3 separate regions of the Zea mays genome follow, and regions 1 and 2 are each linked to region 3. Evidence: chromatin contacts called from public Hi-C data. All regions are on one chromosome and are shown on one strand. The core of a region is the stretch at or near the end of the contact, and the rest is flanking DNA. Distances in the headings are between cores, read along the strand shown.

Evidence for each region. Hi-C and Micro-C count contacts between places; a contact is called where the count stands out from the background.
Region 1: a contact with region 3 is called in a Hi-C map of leaf, with 2.4 times the contacts expected there. The contact joins the promoter of LOC103631489 here to the promoter of LOC100276043 in region 3. A contact is called at or near these places in 5 of 25 Hi-C or Micro-C datasets (bundle sheath, ear, leaf and 1 more).
Region 2: a contact with region 3 is called in a Hi-C map of ear, with 2.0 times the contacts expected there. The contact joins the promoter of LOC100192588 here to the promoter of LOC100276043 in region 3. A contact is called at or near these places in 5 of 25 Hi-C or Micro-C datasets (bundle sheath, ear, root tip and 2 more).

The regions. Positions count from the first base shown.
Region 1 is chr6:150,923,310-150,926,687 of Zm-B73-REFERENCE-NAM-5.0, reverse strand. It overlaps LOC103631489 (cation-chloride cotransporter 1), which reads right to left and starts at 1,483. Exons shown (of 14, transcript XM_020539526.3): 1 at 1,254-1,483; 2 at 883-1,071; 3 at 1-120. The coding sequence starts at 1,058.
Region 2 is chr6:150,944,517-150,947,808 of Zm-B73-REFERENCE-NAM-5.0, reverse strand. It overlaps LOC100192588, which reads right to left and starts at 1,943. Exons shown (of 11, transcript NM_001361662.1): 1 at 1,861-1,943; 2 at 703-1,756; 3 at 143-174. The coding sequence starts at 1,749. It overlaps LOC103631489 (cation-chloride cotransporter 1), which reads right to left. Exons shown (of 14, transcript XM_020539526.3): 14 at 2,930-3,292.
Region 3 is chr6:150,745,314-150,748,702 of Zm-B73-REFERENCE-NAM-5.0, reverse strand. It overlaps LOC100276043, which reads left to right and starts at 1,549. Exons shown (of 4, transcript NM_001149928.1): 1 at 1,549-1,645; 2 at 2,014-2,156; 3 at 2,705-3,215. The coding sequence starts at 1,573.

The DNA.
Region 1 (3,378 bases), core at 234-2,733, 180 kb before region 3:
TCAAAACCAAAGAGTTCTAGCTTTGAATCCCCTTGAGATCCACTGGATGTAACATGATCATCAGGAGAACCTTCCCGCATACTTGGATCAATAGTTAGATTAGCATCAGGCTTCAGGTTCCTATATCAAACATAAAAGAGTGTGAGTCCATACTTCTAGCACCTCGGCAACCTGTTTTCTACTAAATTCTCTTGTACTTATGATTTTCAAAAGAAAAGGACAAAAAAAATAAGAAAAGGTAAAGATCATGTACAATGATAGCCATTTCTTCAAAGTTGTTCAAAGCAAAGAAGGTTAAGGGTATATGCCATGTGGCAAGCCATACCACGCACAAGAAGTAAAATCAATACATGGACAAAACCGTATTCCCTTTCAAGTATCACAAACTGGCATCAAACAGTCTAGCCACAAAAGTCAAATCTACATCAACAAGCCTATAGTTGCTTGACAATCTGTTTTCTACTGGTTTCAACAATGGTAGCATTGCAGCTGCAGGCGCTCCCATAAAACAGATGTGACAGACATGGTCTCACAGACTTGATCCCGATGCCCACAGATTTAAATAGGAAGAAGCAACCCAAGGCCCAAAATAGAAGTTTCAGTGTTTCCTAGCATCCAGGGAAGTCAACCTAAAATCTTAACTTCCGATACTTCCAATAGATTGAGTATGCTCAACAGTCCACAGCTACTCTCCAATTGCTCCCTTCAACAGCCCATGTGCAAAACAATGCAATTCCTAGACAATGCACACACTAATTTGCAGCAACTATACTAGTGATCCACGCAGCAGTAACCTCTGAATTCAGCACGTTTGCGATCTGCTAGCACGTGACATAACAAATTGCTCTCGAAACCTGCAAATGCGAATGAAGTACGCATCACCTTGGCGGCTGGGGAGTCACGACGGCATCGATGGTGGCAGACGAGGATCCCGGCTCCATGGAAGTCATCTGGATCACGGCACGGTCGCTCGACCCGACTGGCCGGTACCGCCGCCCATTGGGCGGCGCGGGCTCCGGCAGTGCGTCGTCGGCCTCCTCGATTCCACCGTTCTCCATCCCTCGGCGGACGCTGCCGAACACACCGAAAGTGATCCCAGTGAGATCCAGAGTTCAGAGGCATACACCGACACACGCCGCCTAATCCCGCACAGCCGGCGTCGGATCTAGATCCGCAGCGGCGTGTGCTAGCGGGAGGAGCAGCGCCGGCGTACGATGTGGCGGCGGGGAGAGATCTACGGATGCTCCGCTTACCTGGAGAGATGATGTGGGAAGCGATAGCGGTGTGTCTGTGGCGGAGGAGGGTGGGCTGGGTGGCAGAGGAGGAGACGCCGGCGACGGCGGTGGCGACGGCTGCGGAAGGTGGGCAACGGTCAGAGGGAGTAAAGGTTCAACTCGTTTTTTTTTTTACTTCTCTGTATTTTGCGCGCCAGTACCTTGCGAATGGGGAATTGATGGTTTTAGCTTGTTTGCTTTGCTTCCCCTCGAGGTTTGCATGTTTTGACCTTCTAGAAATACTAGTTTGATCTGTCAAACAAAATCACAGCATAATCACACCCAAAAACGTGATGGTGACCAACAGGATTTTTTTATTTATCGTGATTTAATTTAAAAATAAACTAGCCCACGATAAATATTCAAGAAGCAGATGTAGTGTTTGTTTTAGCTCTTATTATTATTATTATTATTATTATTATTATTATTATTATTATTATTATTATTATTATTATATTCAGATAAATGATGATACATCTAAATATGTATATATAACATATACATCAAGTATTGTATGAATCTATAAATTTACTAAAACGAATTTTAATTTGTGATGAGGGAAGTAACAGAGAGCATAACATCTACACCTAGAAAGGAAAAGCTTACCCTACATCAAATGCTTGTTGCTGCTACAAGGATTCGGACAAGAAGCGGCGACACGTCCTGGCCTTGGGCTCCGGACAAGAAGCAACGATGGGGCATGGCCCTGGCTGAGGGAGATTTTGGTGAACACCTCGTTCGTCTCTGTGTCACCATGTAGGCGAGCAGGAGGGGACGGCGGTGGCGCGGGGATAAAGAGGGTGGGGCGAGGCAGCGCTAGTGACGGCGGCATGTGGCGGGGGCGACACCAAGGGTGGTCGCACGGGGAGGAAGTGGCGGGGTGGGGTGAAGGCGCGGAGAGGATGACAATGGGGTGGCGGGCACGAGGACAATAATGGTGGATGGCAACATAGGGAGGAAGAAGACAGGATGGAGGGATGGCGCCAACGTCGGTTGCGCGGGGAGGAAGAGACCGAAGTGGGGCGGCCACACGGGGAGAAAGACGATGTGGGTGGTGGTGCATGGAAGACATGTGGGGACCTTGGCGCGCTTCAGGGGCTATGACGACGTGACATCGTCACCTGCTCCTAGACCCATCGTGGTGCAGGCGATGCCGCTACCACCCTTATCCTCCTCCCCCGTCGTCGAGCGCAGGTAGGGTTACACGAAAGGGATCGCTAAGGATGGCAGGTTGATTTTCTAAAAACAAAAGGGTCCGAACAAAAGTCACACAGGCTACACTTCCTCAAATAGCTAAAGTTACTTTTATGTTAAAGTTTCTTTTATATTGACCTTATTCCTTCCAGGTTCCCACATCTTGATTGTCACACAAAACCCAAGATGTTGTGGGGGCTACTGATGGCTATATGTCGGCATAAATCAACAGATAAAGGCTTGATGATAGAATCAAGCCACATACCGACTTCTCGCGGATATCTAATATATGGAACATCGACCAACTAAATTGGATCTACACATAACCTTTCCTTTTAACTATAAAATCCTACCTCGAACATCTCGGTGGTTGTATCACAACCGAGATGTTGGGAGCTAGCCTCATACATTTACATAATAGTATAGAGTTATCATTAAACTCACATGTTTGTACTAATCGTTTTTTGAAATTTTCTTGAAGGACAAAATATGGCTTAGCCCCCTAAGTCTACTTGACCCGACCCTCAGTCCAAGGGTACTAACTGTTGGCTCCGCTGTTAAAAATACCTAGACGATTTGGGTCAGGCAGAGTCGGGGTCTCTTAGGGGATGGGCGGTAGTACCACCTACTACCTCTTGGTGCTAAGTCCTGAAGGAACCTTCCCTATTCCATCACACATTGCTAGTCACTCTAAAGGTATTGAGGGTACTCAATCACCCCCCATTACAACAATACTTGCAATCTAGATGGAGTAGGGCTCCCTCTGGGGAAGCCGACAAAATATCACCTACATGGATCTATGTTGTCATCTATGACCCATCTGTGGGATAGGAAAAGCCCCTCGTGGCTTGGTTCATTGAGAGGACAATAGAAAGACCTTTCTGACGGCAAACTTACTGACTTTTACTGT
Region 2 (3,292 bases), core at 694-3,193, 200 kb before region 3:
TTCTGTTAGACCTCTCTTTTGCCATGGTCATAGAAAAAACTAAAAAGACTGTACATATAAAATAATATTAGCAGCGAATGATGCATCTAATAAGGATTTAAATTGTATAATGGGACACGAGAGGTTAGTTTTGAGCACTGACCGGGATGCTTCACCTCCTCTCGAGTTAATATCCTGAAATAAAATGTAATGATGTTAGATTGCAGTTTAGAGGCGCCAATATGATTGATATAACTGATATGTCCTGTATGTATAGTGCATGCACGGGAAGTGAGAGTTTGATGAGTGCAGATTTCACAATCCACAATTAGGGGGTGTTTGAATGCACTAGAGCTAATAGTTAATTGGCTAAAAAAGTGCTAGTGGAATTAGCTAGCTAACAAATAGTTAACTAACTACTAGCTAATTTACTAAAAGTAGTTAATAGCTGAACTATCAGGTAGACTGTTTGGAGGTCTTCAGCTAATTTTAGCAGCTAACTATTAGCTCTAGTACATTCAAACATGGCCTTAGTAGTAAAAAACCATGGGACTGGCAATAATTTTCTCACTCCATACTTATTTGGTGGAGACTGTCAACTTACCAGTAGACAGTAGCAGGACTGTAGGATACATTCATGAAACAAAAGTACACTAAACCAAGTACAGATGGAGAAACGGAAGGATTTAAAGTGAAGGATAAGATATCACAAGAACCTTGTACCTCGATATGTGCTGCACTTCTGGACACTCTCGATGATGGATGAGATTCATGCCTGCCCCGATGCCTGTGCTCTTCTGGAGACATTGAACGACCATGCCTGAAAGACCTTCCCGATCCCCCATTGCTCCCATCATGATCTGTTGGTTTCACTCTTGTTGAATCCCTTCTGTCACCAGAGTCCAGCCTTTGCTCCCTTGAAGAAGCAGATTTCCAGTCACCCCGATTAGGCCTTCCATGTCTATCATCATCCCAGACCGGCAATGCCACCTTTGAAGCACCATACTTATCATCCCTCCCAGCCCCCCTCTCCCTAGAATGATCCTTCTCATCATCACGAACATATTTCTTATCTTTTGCAGTACCTCTGGTATCCTCTCGATCCGACTTCCTATCTATCGATGCAACCCTCCCTTCATCATGTTCCCTGTGCTTGCCCCATGAGTCCCTCTCTTCCCCATGAGAGGGCTTGCGGCGATCACCATTTGTTACATGCACTGCCTCCCGATCCACTTTCCTGTCTCTTGAAGCATCCCTCCCCTCATCATGCTCCCTGTGCCTCAGTGTATCCTGCTCCTCCCTGTGACTTGCCTTCCGGCGATCACTGCCAGTAAACTGCACCGCCTCCCGCTCACCCTGCGCTCCCCTCGTCCTCTTGGAGCGCGGCGAGGGCGACCTAGAGAAGTGTCGCCTAGCAGGTGAGGGTGATCGTGACTGCTCCTGCTTACGTTTCGGCGACCTGACCCGCTGGTCCTTCGCCTTCTCCCTGGGAGACGACCTCTCTCTCCCCTTGTGCAACAGGCTGACCTTAGCAGGAGACTCTGGCGACCTGACACGCTCCTTCACCTTCTCCCTCGGAGGCGACCTCTCCCTGTCCCTATGCGACGCACTTGACTTCGCAGCAGGAGACCGTGCCCTAGCAGGCGAACCCTTCCTCCGCTCTGGGGAACTCCGCCTGCGTGGCGGCGTTCCCCTCCGCTCCCTGCCCCGTGCTGGGGAACGCGATCTCCGCGCGTGCTCCTCCCTCCGCCGCTCCACCGCCGAAGCCATTGCTGGCCTGGAGCAACACAGTGTTGATTCAGGGCGCGAGAAAAGCACCGGAATCGCGCAAGGGTTTTTGGCCCAGCATTCGTGCGAATCGAGGGACGGAGGGGAACATACCGGAGATGGAGGCGGCGGAATGGGCCTAGATGCTACCTCCCCACGGCGGCGGAGGCGGCGCTGCTACGGCGACTGATTTTTTCTGCTTCAATCGCCTCAATTGTGGGGATGATGCTGGGATGGATCGAGATGTTGGATGGGACAAAGACTCACAGAGACGAGGACTCAAAGCCCATAAGAAGGAAAATCATAGCCCATGTACACAGTCCTGCTTGCTGGCAGCTGTGTAGTTGCTTAGGCCCACAGGTTGGACCGACGTGGCAACCAACATTCAGGGCCTGTTTGTTCGAACTGTTGTTTTAGGCTGTTTCAAATTTTGATTTTGTTTCCGGCTACCTTTTTACATATTGAGTTTTTTCAAACACAAAAGGCTATAAAAGCTTATCAGACTGTTTTTTAGCTTTTATTTTTTAAAGCCATATTTCTAGTTATTTAAACGCCGTTTTTTTAGATTCTGGGTTTTAACTGGCAATAGCAAGATAAAAGCTGAAACAGATAAGACCTTAACACGGAGACAAATACAGGTTCCTTCAGTCTGGTTGTCTTGTTTCCCCAAAATAAATACAATCCAATAAATAATTAAAACTAAAATAAACTAGAAATTGAGGCCAAAATAAAATAAAAGATAAAAAATATAAAAAAATTAAAATAAAATAGAAATCGATGAAACAAGAAAACGCCCAGAATGAATTTTAACCTGATAAAACTAGGGAAAAAAAAACTTTACTAACTCTTATTCCTAGCATAGCATGAAGCTGAAAGTGCAACGAATCCTCTCAAATATTACCTAAAAGTCAATTTCACTATAGCCCTCACGTCTAAAGCTAAATTTTATTATACCTCTGTTCGTTACTCGTAGGTAGACCTGATCAAATATTAGGTTGAGTCAGAAAAAAAAATTAGGTTAAAATCTTTAGCTCAAGCTCAACCCTACACGTTTTAGTAGAGAGAAATATGGTTCAATTATCCAGAAAGTAACCGGGTAAAGTAGCACCCCTCATCGAGCAATGTATGAAAACCAAGAATTTGCGACAGAGCACAACCAAAATTCATTTGTTGGGGGTAGCCATTCAAAATTCGCATCTCTGGCTCTCTGCTCATCTCCACAGGTCCATAAGTTTTAGATGGACTTAAGTGATGCAAAGAAAATACATATATAAATGTTTGTGAGAAGGTAAGGATCGCATTCTGTCATTGGGGCAGCATGTAAGTATGCTTACTAGATGGTAAGTGTTTACATATGATGACTACAAAATCTGTAAGAATCAAAGCTCGCTATGTGGATCTTTAAAATCCAGAAAAGAATGAAGACACTGCAGTTCAGTAGTTCACGAACCCAATAAGCCCGAACAAGAGCCCTTGACATTTGACATCTCATCATGGTTGCCTTCAAGGTGAGGGCTTGTCATTTCGATGGCAGAATCCACGCTTG
Region 3 (3,389 bases), core at 300-2,799:
AACTAAAGCTAGGCGAAATCTAACGAGTCCTTGTGAGTTTTTTAGGATAACCACGTATGAGATAGGGGTCCCAAACTGAATTAATCTAATCGGGGACTGTCCGGACTACTCACGCAGAGCGTGGATCATCTGGGCCACAAGATCAAACCGTCCGACCATACATTTTAAGCATCAAACTGTCTGAAGCACCAGACTATTCGGTGATAGCCGCCGAATTGTCCGATGTACGTCATCTAGGAGAACTCTACCGATGTCTTACTTCATCATGCCCTCTAGTGCTTTTGGTCTTATTACTGATCCTTACGGTTCCTTTCTCGCTTGGAACCTTCCGAGTAGTAGCCACTCCTAGTGATGGGTTCGACGTGTGAGGATCACCGATGACTACACTCTTGCCCCTGTCTTTATCCGCCACATCTTACCGAACAAAGACCTTCTCATTGGTCAGCTACAGTGTGTTGATAGAGAATGGTTGTATGCCAATATGCATTTATTGGAAGTTTAATGGGACTTCATTTTTATCCGATTGTATTTGCCGACAATAGATGTAGCATGTGTTGTCAATCTACCTCTTTTGATCTTGTTGCTCTTTGCTTTTTTTTATACAACTCGAGGCAGTCAATAATCATCATGTACCTTATGGCCGTGTATTTCCGCGTGTGGATATATATAGAGGCCAGATTTGTATCACTATCTCTAGAAACAACAACGTTCCCCCTCCTCCTAGCATTATAGGGGTATAGCAGAGACAGGCTTTCGCAGTGCTCCGTGGTTGCTTTTGTACCGTGCTAGTACACGTACACCTACAAGATCAATCGACCGATGCAGCGTACACTTCAAACCTCCGGACTTGAACGTACACTTCATCGTCAGTGACCTACTCTACTACCTCGTCAGACGTCGTCCGTCGTCCGTACTCACGAGATTATATATGTTTTTTCTAGTACACAAACTGTCACTCTGCTTGAGCCTTGACTCTTTTAATTATTGACGAGTAGAGTGGTTTAACAACCGTGTACTAGCTAGCATCGTGTCGAAGCTAGATTACATTACACACAGTACACAGGCAGAGAGCGTGTCCATCATCATCAGAATACTGTACTACCGCTACGTTACGTCGTCCAAGCGTCCAACACACACATCGCTAGCTAGTGCTAGTCAATAGAACTAGGCAGGAACCGTGCATGCGTGCATGCGAAACCTGCTATATGCCTGTTTAGTTTAGGTACGATTTACGCACGGTTCCAGAGGAAAACCCCAAGTCCAAGTAACAAGTGAAAAGGGTAGTTGGGTTCTTGAGGACCGAACACCGGCTCGCTCGCTCATTTCCCAGCTCCAGGTTCCAGAACACAGCTCCGATCCCATTCCCATCCAATTGGTTCTTGGAATCGCATTCCACGACATAAATAGCATCTGCACTGCATCCCATATGTTTCTCAGCGAGCATGCTGCAGGCCATTTCTTCCCACCAGTGTGCCGTTGTCGCTGAAGCCCCAGCCCCCAGTAGTGTGATTCGTTCATAAAGGTGTGAGATCATCCACACAACTAGCTAGCTCGAAGCTAGTAGCTGCTGCCATGGTAGTAGCACTGAGGCTGGGACACTTGTGCTGCGCGGTTGTGCTTGCGTTGTCCATCTCTTGGTGCAGAGGTAATCCGTCGACCCGGCCACGACGACAGCTTCTCTGTTTGTTGCCGTGTGAAGCATTCATCTTGACTACTGTTAATAAATTCCTTACTCCATTCTTCTGACTACTGTTAAAATCCCTTACTTCGACCTTGTTTATTTGTGGGGTTTAGTTTTATAAAGTTTTGCTCCTCTTCTTCTTTTGTGCAAAAAAAAAGGGTTTTATATATACAATACTTATTTTGTCCTCAGAATCTGAAGCCTTTGCCAAGTAGAAGCCAGCTCCTGTGTCTTTTTTCATAGATATTCTAAGGCCTTCCAGAGCACATAATGACACTTGACAGGCGTATATAATTTACTGAACACTTCTGTTGTTTCTATGCGCAATGCAGGACAAGGAGGAGGAGGAGGAGGTGCTGCTGGTGCAGGTGGTGCTGGTGCAGCAGGGGGCGCGGCAGGTGGTGCTGTGGTTCCAGGGACACAGGATGCCATCCAGATCGTGTCACAGGCTGCTCTCTGCTTTGACAATAGACAGGTAAGCTAACGACTCTTTGGCCTGCGTCCGAAGGTAAAATCCATCACATATTCACATCAACTGCTCTCTGTGAGGGTTACCCACATAAACAAGGTTCCATCTGACTAAAACATCCCAGATCCCAATGACTGCAGATCAAATACTATGAAAATACATCGAAAATCCCCAAATCCCAAATCCCATGTAGAGCATATTAGATTTAATTTGCCCAATATTATAGAGAACATTACAAAGATTTATGATATCAAATACTTATACTATGGAAATAAAAATTAATAGTGAAACTTATTATACTTATTTAGTATCATAAATATCATTTTACAATATAAATTTGACTAAACTTAAGATGCTTTGAATCTCCAGAAAAGTTAAAACATCCTGTGATTTGGAACGGAGGCAGTATAAACCAGAGAATGATCTTTAGTTTCACCCCCTTCCTTCCGGATAGCCTTTCTTTGCCTTTTTTTTGCATATGTATTTGATTCTAGACAAATGTATGTACAACTGGAAAATGCACTCTACTGAAGAAAGAAAACGTCGCGTGACAGGTGATAAACGGGTGCCTCCAAGCAATGGGCAACAATGTCAACAGCAACGGCAACGGTGGCAGTAGCAATGGCAGTGGCGGCGGCGGCAGCAGCAACAGCAACAGCGGGTCAACGGCAAGCATGTGCCAAGGGCCGTGCTTCGGGCAGATGATGCTGATGATGAACTGCGTGAACGGCATCCTAGGCAACATCCAGGGCTACAGCCCCGGCCTCATGCAGGGCGTCCAGGCCGTCTTCCAAATGTCGTGCGGCAATGTTGGCAACAGCCAGCAGGGTGGCGGTGCTAGTGGAGGTGCCGCCGCCGGTGGTGCTGCTGCTGGAGGTGCCGGAGGTACTAGTGGATCGTCTAGTAGTGGGGGTGCCGCCGCTGCCGGCGGTGGAGCTAATGGCGGAGGTGCCAGTGGTGCTGGTGGTGTCACTGGCAGCGCCGGCAATGCTGTTGGTGCCAGCGGGGGCAACAATATGGCCAACGGTGTCACTACGGCTGGCGGTACCACGAGTCCTAACGGAGGTATGGCCATTTTTTCGATGCAGAATTTTCTTGGCCTCCCCGCTCCACCTCCTCCGATAATTCGAATCGAAGGCAAGCTCTGACTCGTCACTCCCGCCTTTGGCCTAGGCAAGCCGGATGTCTAGCAGCACCGTCTGGCGTCTGCTCGGCGGTGGCTCCGCCGCTTCGCTTGCC